2 separate regions of the Oryctolagus cuniculus genome follow, and region 1 is linked to region 2. A link is a contact called in public Micro-C data. All regions are on one chromosome and are shown on one strand. Each heading gives the region's core, a stretch centred on a gene start, on an enhancer-like site or on the middle of the called end of the contact. The rest is flanking DNA. Distances are from core to core; before and after follow the strand shown. Region 1 holds the start of FGF7 (fibroblast growth factor 7). Region 2 overlaps GALK2 (galactokinase 2).

Region 1 (6,866 bases), core at 1,431-3,930, 200 kb after region 2:
CTATCTAAAGTCTGTAATGTCCACATGAAACAGATGGATTCAGTAGCTCTGCATAGCTTCACTTGGTATACTTACTTAATCATTTTCATTACTTCAGAAGGAATATCCAAGTCCTGGGGATTCTGACCTTGCTCATTACTGAAGCCTCCAAAACTACCAAGTATCATTCAGAACACAATAGCATCAAATTCTCTTTCTTTTCCCTCTTTCTTCTTTTAGAGAAATACATGATACAGTGTTTTGAGTAAACCAGCTTTCAAGAGGTAACTATAGAAAAATTCTCTAATAAACTTTAATAAACTCAGCACTTTGGATAATTCGGTTCATAAAAAGTAATTGGATACATTTAAACTATTCTGTGTGCTTGATTTTATGTCTTAAAAGCATCAATTCAAAGAGAAATCACAAATGAATAGACTTAATTTTATTTCCTATTTGGTCCACATGCACCACCTAGTGGTGAAGTCCTAATTTTCAAGTACAGAAGTGTGTGTGTGTGTGTGTGTGTGTGAGAGAGAGAGAGAGAGAGAGAGAGAGGAAAGAGGTATCTAACATGGGGAAAATAATTTTTATATACATTCTTAAGTAGTTATTTAGAGTGACAACACAATTATTCAACATGAAGTATCTAAGAAAACATTTGAATTTCTACTATACATATACATAGAACAGGATGTAAAGGACAGAATAACCCGTATTGTAAAGTAAAATAGGTTTCTCAAATATACATTAGCTACAGCTCTTATAATTCTGTCCCCAAATTGACATTTGTCTACTGTGTCAATGAATTTGTTGAGTCAAAAGTCAAATATTGGTAACTAAAGTAAAATATTTTAACTTTCAATAATACTAATTTTTAAAAATATGTATCTTCTTTATTAATATTCTAAGTCACAGGTCACAGAATTTTAAAACTACAGGGCACAACAGATTCTTTTAGATTAATGTACAAATTTTACAAATGTAGCAGTTGCAACTCAGAAACATCAAATTACTTGCCTAAGGTCATACTGATCAATAGTGGCTCAACTCACATAAGACTAGGTCTTCTCACTCTTAACCTAACAATAGAAGATATAAAAAGTATACTAATATGCAACAGTAAATTATCTCCGTATGGAGAGATACACCATCAGCTCAGCTATGCAGTGCTTTAAGACACTAAGATGTGAGTTAATATGTATTAGTAGGTTTTTTTTTTTTTTTTGCATTTTGAGTACAAAGGAGCAATTAAAGACATACATATATCAGAAAGTTATGGAATAGATTTTCTAACTATTAAAAACACTGTGTATAATATGGATATATGTTTCAGGGAATATTTTTCAATCTATACAACTCTGATCTGGAAAGAAGGTGTAAAAATTACCCTTTCCTCTTCTAACTACCTCAGAATCAGATCTATTTTCAAAGTAGGTACCCGTTTGTGGATTTACACATAAACCATGTTCATAGCTCCCTCTCATGACCACTGAATACTATACAAGCCTCTTTTTATTCTTGCTGTTGTATTCAACTAACAGCTCACTGGTTAAGTTTTAATTGCTTCCAATGAGGTCAGCAAAGGTATTTATCGAAAAGCGCTGAATAAAAAGGCTCCACACACACACACACAAGCATACACGCGCTCACACACAGAAAGAAAATCCTCTTGCCTGTTGATTTATGGAAACAATTATGATTCTGCTGGAGAATTTCTCAGCTGAGAAATAGTTTGTAGCTACAGTAGAGAGGCTCAAGTTGCACAAGGCAGACAACAGACATGGAATTCTTGTGTATCCAGCTGTTATAAACAGAACAAGTAAGTTACTGTTATTTGTCTTTAAAAACAATGCTGAATGTTTTTCTAAAAGTTTGTCTCTTTCTCTGGTTTTAGTGTTGAAGGGAAAAGTAAAGTGACCAGATTTCTGAGCTATGTGAATATATAATTATGCTGTAGAACTTATGTAAAGATAAAGCTGAAGTTCTGCAGGGAACTCCTGACACTTAACTTGAAAATGTGGGCTGTTTAGGAGAAAATAACTGAAAATGTAAAAGCATATAATAAGGAAATCCAGGAAAAGCATTTATATTTTGTTAACAGTAACTGTATAACTTAATTTAAATAAATAGCTGTAAGTACAGGATGTTTCTTACAAAATAGCAACCGGAATGAATGGACATATTCTCATATGAATTCTTATATTCTTATATGAACAGTCAAATTCTTATTTGTCTCTATTAATGCACAGTTTTTATAAATCTACATGTAGAATGGTAAAGATGCTGACATCCTCTATGAAAGCTGTTTTAAATGTATCTTTGTACTATAAGTTACATTGCATGTTATAATACTATTTAGCCACTGAAATTTATACATAGTATTTTTATCTTCCTTTTCTTCTCCCTTCCCCATTCCCAATCTCTCATTATAAACAGAAGCCAAGTAGCAAACAGCATCGCAGCAACTGAGTTTATTACAACCTGTTTTTATAAGGATATATCAGAGTTACTTAAGGAGGAATCCTATATTTTATCAGGAACTAAAAGGATAAGTCTAACATTTGGAAAGAGCAACTACTCTTTCTTAAATCAATCTGCAATTCAAAGATAGGAAGAGGTCAATGACCTAGGAATAACAATCAACTCAAGATTTAATTTTCATTATGTTATTCATGAACACCCGGAGCACTACACTATAATGCACAAATGGATACTGACATGGATCCTGCCAACTTTGCTCTACAGATCATGCTTTCACATTATCTGTCTAGTGGCCACTATATCTTTAGCTTGCAATGACATGACTCCAGAGCAAATGGCTGCAAATGTGAACTGTTCCAGCCCTGAGCGACATACAAGAAGTTATGATTACATGGAAGGAGGGGATATAAGAGTGAGAAGACTTTTCTGTCGAACACAGTGGTATCTGAGGATTGATAAACGAGGCAAAGTAAAAGGGACTCAAGAGATGAAGAACAATTACAGTAAGTAACGTCTTTTGTTTAAAGCACTGCTTATGAACTTTAACAATCTGTTAAAGGATCAATTTTCAGGGGACATGCTTTCTCATTTTCCTTTTAAAGCAATTAAGTGAAATGTCACCTAATTCTTTAACTTGAGATAGTTGAACTATGTCCTTAAAAATATCCTCTAGAACAGGGAAAATATTATTATGAATATTATAAATATTATATTTGAATTGATAACAAAAGACAATTTGAAAATAAATGTTGCATGTCCTAATCTCAAAATGCTCACAAATAAAGCAAAATGTAAAATATATTATTCACAATGAAATGTGATTTATAATTTTCTAGCAAAACTCATTAGGGAATGTCATATAGTACTAAGTAAATGCTCACTAAAACTACTTATCACTCCTGTGAGAAACAAAATTCATTTATTTTTATTGATTTGATTTCCTTTCAAAGAATATTTCATGATGTAAAATACTTAAACTGTGTTTAAAAATGCATTCTTATCCAATTGTGTGTAGTTATGAAACAGAAGGGAGTCTATGGTATCCTTATCCAGTCAAGTCATAATGAACTTATACAATTGCTTAATTATATACCTACACAGAAAAATAGATTTCTTCTAACATTTTCTTTAACCAAATCTTCTATATCACACAAGTTATATGTTGCCTTAAGATAAACATAAGTGTGAGGAAATAAAAATGAATTGGAAGAGATATTAATTCAATGATTTCCAGTTGAAAAGATATATTCCCCAAGGATCAGTTTTTCTATTCATGATGAAATTTTAAGGGATGGGTTTTTCATTTAACAGGATTAGTAGCCAATTTCAATAATATTAAATTTAGTGGGGCAAAATATATCTCAACATACACATTAAAGATTTAAAATATCTCAATGAACATGAATTTTTGTTGCATTACTAGCACTAGGACAATGTTAATGGTACATATTTTATAATGTGTGTGTTAAAGTCAGTTATAAAGGAATACATGGGAATGATGGTGTAAACACACATACCTAGAACAGTGCCAGGCTTGAAATAGTTACTTAAAACTTTTGCTGTTTACTGAGTTGCTTTTAGGCTTCTTACCTAATCAGCCAATAAATTTCCATTGTCAAAGTGAGAGATCTTTAAAATTATAATTGATACATGATGTTAAGGCCATTTAATGAATTAAGTTATGGTTTTATTATTATTATTGGCATTAATAAAGGTATGTTAATTCTAGAAGATTGTTCTAGTTATACTGACTTTTAGCTAAGCAAATGAGTATTTGGAGGAAGTTTTATATAAGCAAAAGGATTTGACTTGTAGACATCAATGTATTCACTGAGATTTGTCATAGTTAATGGAGTCTAGTGGAGATGATAGTACTCTGGTGGACTTATAACACGTAGGTCCAATTCCTGTGTGTGAATGACTTTGGTATAATCTCTTAGTTTTTGTAATGTTCAATTTTTCCATTTTTAAAACATGGGATGTATACAGATGATTTCTAAGGTACTTTCTAACTCTTATAGTCTATTCTGTTCTAAACTACATAACATACTACATAAATATGAAGAAACCTAAGTATCTATTTTATAATTATCACACACAACAAATGAGATTAAATATTATCTGATGGTAAGATCAACTGCTGGAACTATTGTCAAATTGTAGTAATGAATGATCAAACAAACACTACAGAATCCTATGTAAAGGTAGTTCCTTTTGAATGCTTTTAACAAATAATGAAAAGTAAAAACTTAAATGTAAAACTCAGTGGAAGTGAATAGTATGTGTAAGTATTTGAGATAAAAATATCTACAATTGGAATTAATTCACATACATAAATCACCCATAAATTTTATGTTAAAATTTCTTAAAATCATGAAACTAAGGTATTTATATACATAAACAAAGGGTTAAAGTTATTTTATATTTTGAGACACAATTTAATGCTAGCCTGGAGTAATCATAAACTCAATTTGATTAATATTTTGTATTCTAATATTAGTTCTGCAATAACAAAGTTATGTCATTATAAATTAGAATGTCATATGTACTAAAAAGACATGGTATGCATTACATAAATAATTCTTACCTACAAGCTTTTTCATAATATATATATATATATATGTGTGTGTGTGTGTGTTATGCTTTCTTGATATGGTATATTATCCTGGAAAAGGAAACTTCCATTAGGATTCTTTAAGTAAACTCTAAAATTATTGTCTATGCTGTTATGCTTTTTAAGAGTCAGTAAGATTTTTACAAAGCTGAAAAGAGGCTAAGGCATTTTTAAATATAGGAAATAGTAAGGTATAGAAGAAAATATTTCAATGAAGAAAATATGGAGAACAATTTATTAGAAGGAAATTGTCATTTCCTATTACTTATGTGGCAGTCTTACTCATTTAAAGAATGCACATAAACATGCAAATTGATAGATGTGAAATTGAAGCCATTATGTTAGGAAAGCTAGGTACAAGGAAAATACTTAGCAGAATTTGGTTAAAATACTCAAAGAAGATGAAATTACAAAACCAGAAGATTATTTACAGTTTTCAGTTGCTAACTGAATGAGCAAATGAACAAAAGACATTTCCTTCCCTTGGTCATTAAAATGGGAGTAAAAGGCAATTGGATTGCCTGCTAGTGGATGAATTCAGAAAGTAGAGATCAGAATCAAATTCCGAATTTCATTATTAATGTTTTGATAACCTACATTTTTAAGAGGTTGTTGATCTTTGGGGGTCTTTTAATGTACATTTGGAGGTAAATACTTTAATGTCTTAGATGATAAAAGAGGATGGCATGCATGTGAAACATAATTGTTCTCTCTGTTAACATAAGAAAGTCCCCACCCAGTCCATTCTCATGGCCTGCTTTGAATGAAGCGGGAAATAACCTGAGGATGTTGATGTGTCTCAACAATGGCTCACTTCACCAGAGAAGCACAACTCCTGCATAGCAGTGTGGTTTATAAGATACTAGTAAATATGGCCTGGAGCTAGAGAAATTAATCTGGATGTACCATTCTATTTCCAGAAGGGGTTGTGCTGGGGTAATTAGACGAAGGGCAGGGAGGAAGGAAAGGGGAGTGGTGAGGGGGGAGGTGATTATAACTGCTCATGTCTCACATCAATTGAGAATTTAAAAAATTACTTAAAGCATCCCAGAGAATGAGGATCTTACTGAACTTCAGTCTTAGCTGATTGCAGTATTGTCTGTTGAAATATTTAAAGTTTAGATTAGACATGAACAAACTGCAGAAAGTATACCAAGAAACCCAACAGAAATAAAACTTGAATTAGTAGACCTATAAATAAGGACTCACAACACAGGTGAGAGGATTCATGAGAGACCAAGAGAAGTTGGACTACATTTCTACTCTTGGGGCTTGGAGAAGAGAAGACTAGAGACTAGTCTAAGGATTGCACATTACTCTCACCCAGGAGGCAGAAAGCCTCTCCTCTAAACTTGTTTTGTCTGTGGGTCCACATTTAGCTTTAGATTAGGTTTCTATGCAATGAACCTGGAACCTTACTCGAACTAGTAACAAGGATAATAAAAGCATAAAATGTCCCTCTAAAATGCTCATCCAAAATGAGATAAATATTCATGTTCTCTGCAGGAGAGCGTTGATAACATAAAGGGACTGGAAATGAAAGGTCAATACTTCTACTTCCGTCAAAGTTCTCCCCTTGGGGACAAGGCTGGAGGGCAAACTTAGGTAATTACTGGACCAGGCATCAACCAGCAGACTGAGACAATCACTCCACACCTGACAGAAATAACATTACTGTCTATGTTGGGAGCTGAAGTGCTGAGTGAGAGATGGCAACACTGCACGGGGCATCTGACAACTGCCCTGACAGATGTGGAATTCAGAACTTAATCCCTCGAGATGATATTCT
Region 2 (6,827 bases), core at 633-3,132:
GCCGTGGCTCACTTGGTTAATCCTGCGCCTGCGGTGCTGGCATCCCATATGGCTTCGGTTCTAGTCCCGGCTGCTCCTCTTCCGATCCAGCTCTCTACTATGGCCTGGGACAGCAGTAGAGGATGGCCCAAGTGCTTTGGCCCCTGCACCCGCATGGGAGACCAGGAAGAAGCACCTGGCTCCTGACTTTGGATCGGCGCAGCTCCTGGCTATAGCGGCCATTTGGGGAGTGAACCAACGGAAGGAAGACCTTTCTGTCTCTTTCACTGTCTGTAACTCTACCTGTCAAATAAATAAATAAATATCTTTAAAAAAAGAAAATGGGTATTTGCTTTTTATAACAATTTAATATTTTAGACAATTATGTTATTGGTAGTGGCTCTTGGAGAGAATCACAGGCAAAGAACAATGAGAGGTAGATTTTGCTTTTTAGACCAAAAGCAGATATGTTAACTCTTGTTTTAGAGAGCTTGTGTTCCTGACTGCCCGGTGGTCATATTTACAACTTATTCGTGTGTAGCCCAGGATTCAGTGGCATATCTGTTACAGAGATGCATCAAATGCATAGTCCTGAACTCTAAATGTGGTATCTTTTCTTAGAGTTACCACATTCATTACTGTCTTTTGTGTGTGTGTGTGTTTTATTTCTCCTGTGGTAATAACTTATGGGAAAAGTTATTGGCAGGTTCTAAACCTTCAAACCATCTGGCTTGTCAGAAGTATTAGTGGGAATTACAGTATTTGGAAGCATTTGCCTGGCAAATGCAGTTGTGTTTTCCATACAACAACAAGTCTGTTTGTAGTGTGTGGGTAAAATGGCCTAAATAATGCACGTTGTGTTGTTTTTGAGCATTTTGTGTTAAAAACCTTCCTCTTTGGTTTGACAACTTATGTGCAAGAGCAGGTTTGTACAGTGAACTTCTAGCAGAAAAGTAGTATAAATGTTTGCCTGTTCAGAAACCTTCAAATTAAAATACTAGAAAGTTCCAAAGAATAATCTGTTTATACAAAATTGAACATGTATCCTTTTGGGATAGAGCTATTACAGAACTTGGCATAAGCCATTTGCATTTTTGAATCTGTTGTACATTTTAATTTAAACACTGTGTGATAAGTTTGTAAGTCTGACTCACATTCAAGACACCCTGTAGATCAGTTTATAGTTAAATAGATAGTATCCTACAAGGATTATTTTTTTAAGCAAGCTGTCTAACATTCTGTATGAAAGGGCACTGGCAGAAGCAGTGTTTCAGTTTATAATTTGTATTTCTGGAAGGAAATTTTTCAATGACTTGAAATAAAAAAGAGAAGCACATCCAAGTGAATCTCTTCTTTTGTGGTACATGAGTTTTGCCAGCTAGGAGAAAAGGACAAAAAAAATTAAGGAAAGAAATGATCTTTTATTTGCAGAGTTTTGTTGTTACTCTGGCTATTCTATCTAGTGTATTGAAATTTCTCCCTAGAATAATGTGTATGATGAAATGCATAATTAGGTAACATAATAGCATTTCATACTTTGGTCTTGAGTTGCGTGAGCCTTGCAAAGATGAGGGTACTTTTTCTTGAGGAGGAGGTGGCCTTGAATTTATCTTTAATCCTAAACCACAAAGGCTATATGATATCACCCAGTGTCATAGTCCCAGTTAGTCCTGTGAGTATATTAGAGCTTTGTGTCTAAGTCTGAGTCTTACTGTTTCTTTGGACTTCCCTATTTGTAGAAACAGAGTTTCCCTGCCTTGTTTAGAGTCTCCATTCTCATTTGTGGCTGAATTCTAATTTGGCTGTCTTTAAAGCTACCATATGGCCAAATTGTATCTATAAACTTGAGGAGAAATCTGGATTTCCTCATATAGCTGACTTCCATTAAATCACAGTGACAGTATGCTGGCCCCGATTTCTAACTGCAGTGGGAATCTGAGAACCGAGACCTATTCCCAGCTCCCTATGTGTGATATTGGGAAAGTCGCTTAATCTCTTGGTGCCTAGGTTTTTCTGTAAGTAAAATAGAACTGAGAAACCTTGAAACTCTGTTTTCCAGAGGACTTTCTGAAGCGAGACAGTGCATAGAAGCCAGCACTTCTCTAGGCGTTAGAATTTTTATAATGCAAGAATGCTGGAGATGTACTATGTGGAGTTTTAACCCACTTTGCTGATAATTGTGTCTTTCTTTTCTTATACTTGACATGTTGAACTTTCATTGTCTTTTTTTTTTTTTTTTGCATTTGCTCAAATTCAATATATAAGAATATTCACAGCAATTTTAGGAAATGGACCAGTAGCTTTTTGGTGAACAAAGTAAAAAAGTGATTTTCAGGTTGCCTTACCCATTGGCCAAGAGCCATTAAATAAAATGTTATGTATAGGCCGGCGCCGCGGCTCACTAGGCTAATCCTCCGCCTAGCGGCGCCGGCACACCGGGTTCTAGTCCCGGTCGGGGCGCCGGATTCTGTCCCTGTTGCCCCTCTTCCAGGCCAGCTCTCTGCTGTGGCCAAGGAGTGCAGTGGAGGATGGCCCAAGTGCTTGGGCCCTGCACCCCATGGGAGACCAGGAAAAGCACCTGGCTCCTGGCTCCTGCCATCGGATCAGCGCGGTGCGCCGGCCGCAGCGCGCCGGCCGCGGCGGCCACTGGAGGGTGAACCAACGGCAAAGGAAGACCTTTCTCTCTGTCTCTCTCTCTCACTGTCCACTCTGCCTGTCAAAAAAAAAAAAAAAAATGTTATGTATAGTCCCAATTAAATTGAATTGTACACCTAGTTTCTATAAATATTATAAGAAGTCTACTGGTGAACCTCTGTTCTCTGAAGGTTATACTACTCCTTAAATTCAACACTGAAATGACTATTGCTGTTTTTCCTTATGTTCTTAGGAACACTTTGGTCTCAGTGACCTGACTGGAATGAACTGCCTGGTAGATGGAAACATACCGCCAAGTTCTGGCCTCTCCAGCTCCAGTGCCTTAGTTTGTTGTGCTGGCTTGGTGACACTCACAGCACTGGGAATGAACCTATCCAAGGTAACCACCTTTTATAGTAGTGCTCACAGCAGCCTTTCTTTCTAAAGGCATTAGCATCCGAATCTCAAAATCAGAATATCCTTCAAGATCAAGAAACCTTGTGTTCCCTGAAAGGACAGCACAGGTGGGCAAGCATGTTAAATTACCAAGTCTTGCTTGTGTTAAATCACTATAAGATAGTGAGTGAACCGATCTATGAATAACTGTATTAAAATGTTCTTGGATTAAGTATGCAGTTTGAAGGTATATTTCAGTGACTTCATTAACAAAGTAAATTTAGAGCAAGAAATTCTAGGTCTTGTGGCTGAATCTGCTTATTTGCACCTAAAACCTTAAATTTAAATATTTGACAAGCAGTGGGTGAAAAGGATAAAGAGCAGGTAATAAAGGAACTGAACAGCAAATCTGTTTATGCTGGCAGGTTAGTCACTAACATAAACTAAAAAAAAAAAAAATGGCATTTAAAAGAGGAAATGCTTATTTAAAGGAAATGTAAATCCTGCAAGAGGCCAGAAAGCCTCAACTTTACAAGTTCACATAAATCTCTGACTTGCAGTTCGGAGTGCATGTGCTCAGCTTTAATTAATGTTTTGGCATTCTGGTTCAAATAAAATGTTATCATAGGTTCTTCTCTGCCCCTGTAAGACACTGCAAAGTTTACAGGTAGTTTGGGAACAAACTAGGCAGCAGGCAGCAGAAGAGAAGGTCAGTCACATACTTAGTCTCTTTTAAGTGTGTTTAAATTTTTAGTTTGAACATTTTATATGTGGGGAAAAGGAAAACAATGAAAGAGAAGGCAAAGGCAAAGATAGAATGAATTCTTTGCCTTAGTGTCATGTGTAAGTATACATAATTAGTCCTTTGTAAGCAATGACTTATTTGGGGCAGATGATAAGTAACTAAGGATAATTACTTATTATTTGATTTTAGAGAAGAGAGAAAGCAAGGGGGAAATAGGTTCAACTTTCAGTCTGGTAGTTTGTTCATTTGTTTTTTCATCATTCATCCAATATTTATTTAATGGCTGCTTTGTGCTGAGTGATGTTAAAGTATTGAGATATAATACATACCATCTTAAACTTTACTGTACTTATGGTCTTAAAGGGGAATAGAGACAAATATATAGGCAGTTATAATGTGGCAGTTGGGTAAGTAGTGTGGTATGGGAACAGATTTAACACAGATTTAGAGAGCATAGGACATCTCACCTGAGACATAAAGGAGTCAAGGAATTGTAGATATTAGTCAAGAAGTACTAATGGGGGATGGCATTTGGCACAGTGGTTAAGAGACCATTTGGGATGCCTGCATTGCATATTGCAGTGCCTGGGTTTGAGTCCTAGCCTTCTACTCATCCAGCTTCCTGCTGATATTCAGCCTGGGAGGCAGTAATTGTGGCTCAAGTAAATGGGTCCCTGCCACCCATGAGGGGAGACCTGGATGAATTCCAGGTTCTTGGCTTTGGCTTGATCCTGTCTTGGCTGTTGAAGGCAATTGGGGGATAAATTAGCAGATAGATCTCTATCTTTGTCTCACTCTCTATGTATGAAAGAGAGAAATAAAGAAAAAGAGAAAAGAAAGAAAATGAAAGAAAAAGAAAGCAGGAAGGAAGGAAGAAAGAAAAGAGGAAAGAAACAAAGGAAGAGAGAAAGGAAATCAAATACAAGACAAAACTAATGGAGGAGTGAGCTTTTGGTATAGTTGTTGAGATGCTGTTTGGGATGCCTACAACACATATCAGAGTGCCTGGGTAGTTGGGTTCCTGCTACCCACATGAGAGAACTGGATTGAGTTCCAGCTCCCAGCTCTGGCTTGGACCAGCCCTGACTCTTGTGGGCATTTGGAGAATGAACCAGTAGATAGGAGCTGTCTGTTTCTGCCTATCAAATAAATAGAATAAAATAAAGAAAAATAAAAAATGTTGATGGGATTATAGTGCTAATAACATGAGATAAGGAAATATCAGGTGGGAGGAACATCATGTGGAAACAATCTGGTATAAGAGTGATCAGGCGGCCGGCACCGCGGCTCACTAGGCTAATCCTCCGCCTAGCGGCGCCGGCACACCGGGTTCTAGTCCCGGTCAGGGCGCCGGATTCTGTCCCGCTTGCCCCTCTTCCAGGCCAGCTCTCTGCTGTGGCCAGGGAGTGCAGTGGAGGATGGCCCAGGTGCTTGGGCCCTGCACCCGCATGGGAGACCAGGAAGAAGCACCTGGCTCCTGGCTTCGGATCGGCGTAGCGCGCCTGCTGTAGTGGCCATTTGGGGAGTGAACCAACGGAAAAGGAAGACCTTTCTCTCTGTCTCTCTCTCTCACTGTCTAACTCTGCCTGTCAAAAAAATAAATAAATAAAAGTGATCAGGCTTGTTGAAGGAACTAAAAGGGGTTCAGTAAGTGTGGAACATGTAGTAACTTGGGTAGCAGGGTAGGAGATCAGATGCTGGGCCTTGTAAAAAATGTTGAACAATTTGCACTTTATCTTGATTTCTATGGAAAACCATTGCAGGGTTATAAGAAGAGGGTAACATGATCATGTCTGAATTGTGACAAGGTTAAGTTTAGATTTGAGTGTAATAATGTTGTTGTCAGGGGTGATTTGGTATAGGGAAGTGACACTGAGAATGGATTGGATGAAAGATTCAAGGCACATCTCAGAATCATTAGGGCTTGGCCATTGATTGGGTGTAGGGATGGGGGACAGCAGGAGTCAAGGATTCTACCCATGTCTCTGGCTTTATTCATTGGAACATAGATGGAAAATAGAGTTGATGGAAAATTGATCTGACATGCTGAGTGTGAGGGTCTCTGCATTATGATAAGTTATTGAGTTGTTACCAAAAAATCTCTGAAATTCAAGAGGGAGATCTGGCTTTGAGACGGTCAATTGGAGAATCGTTAGTGTTGTCATTGGCTTTTGAATCTACAGGAGTGGATGAGAACACCCAGTAGTGGAATTTAGAGGACATATAAAGAAGATGAGGACAGAGCCCCATAAGCATGAACACTGAGGAATGGCAAGGGGAGATGTCCACCGACAAGACTGAGTATCCCAATCAGTAGGAGGAAAACCAGACAGTGAAATAACAATAAAGGAAGACGATGTTTCATGAAGAGAGTGGCAGTGTTGTCAGATGCTTCCAAGAGGGTGAGGCTTGAGAAGCTTCCAGGGAAAAGAGCAACAAAGAAACTGAACAAAACTTTGGGAAGGACAGTTTAGAAAGGAAGTGGGGTCGGGAATGGGTTGAAAGGTTTATGAGGGAGGAGAAACTGAGAAAGGTGTGTCGATACAAAATGTCTGGCAGTGCCTGGACAACAAGATCCTCTGGTGTCTGAAGGGAGGTGTGAAGTCAAGGAATTCATTTCTTTTTAGGGAGGTTTGGTAAAAGTTTTTTTTGTGTGTTTTTCTGGCCCTTTGATAATGTGACTATTAAGGGGAAAGAATAAAAGACACAGAAAATGAAACATTTGAAGCTTTAGAATTAGTTGTGCTATTTCTGTTTTCAAGGTCAAAAAAATAGCAAAGAATATTTTTGTCAGAACTGACTCCAAAGTCTACAGCATAAAGGGAGCAATGTGTATCTTCTGGCTTTCCCCGCTAATCTAAGTTGTAATAAAAATTCGTATTTTCTAGGGGATGAACATAATTATTTGGAAAGCCCTTCCTTCCTTCCTTCCTTCCTTCCTTCCTTCCTTCCTTCCTTCCTCTTTTTTCTCAAGTCAGAATCTTTGAGGAGAAGTCCCCAATTTTCTGAGTCTTTAAGTATGATCATATTTATGATTTTTGAAAATCATAAAATTTCAAGATAAAGTAGTTAA

Evidence for each region. A called contact is a pair of places that touch in the nucleus more often than the background predicts.
Region 1: a contact with region 2 is called in a Micro-C map of ear pinna, with 14 times the contacts expected there. The contact joins the promoter of FGF7 here to the enhancer-like site in region 2. A contact is called at or near these places in 2 of 6 Hi-C or Micro-C datasets (ear pinna and an unstated tissue).

Annotation. Positions count from the first base shown.
Region 1 is chr12:72,201,713-72,208,578 of mOryCun1.1, forward strand. It overlaps FGF7 (fibroblast growth factor 7), which reads left to right and starts at 2,681. Exons shown (of 3, transcript NM_001195837.1): 1 at 2,681-2,966. The coding sequence starts at 2,681. The region is part of intron 10 of FAM227B (family with sequence similarity 227 member B); the gene reads right to left.
Region 2 is chr12:72,006,814-72,013,640 of mOryCun1.1, forward strand. It overlaps GALK2 (galactokinase 2), which reads left to right. Exons shown (of 10, transcript XM_008269030.4): 5 at 2,867-3,013. Among named protein-coding and RNA genes, the nearest start is that of GALK2, 41 kb to the left of the region's middle. Within about 2 kb of position 1,883, at least 1 of the 8 cell types and tissues checked has an H3K27ac peak or open chromatin away from gene starts, as enhancers often do.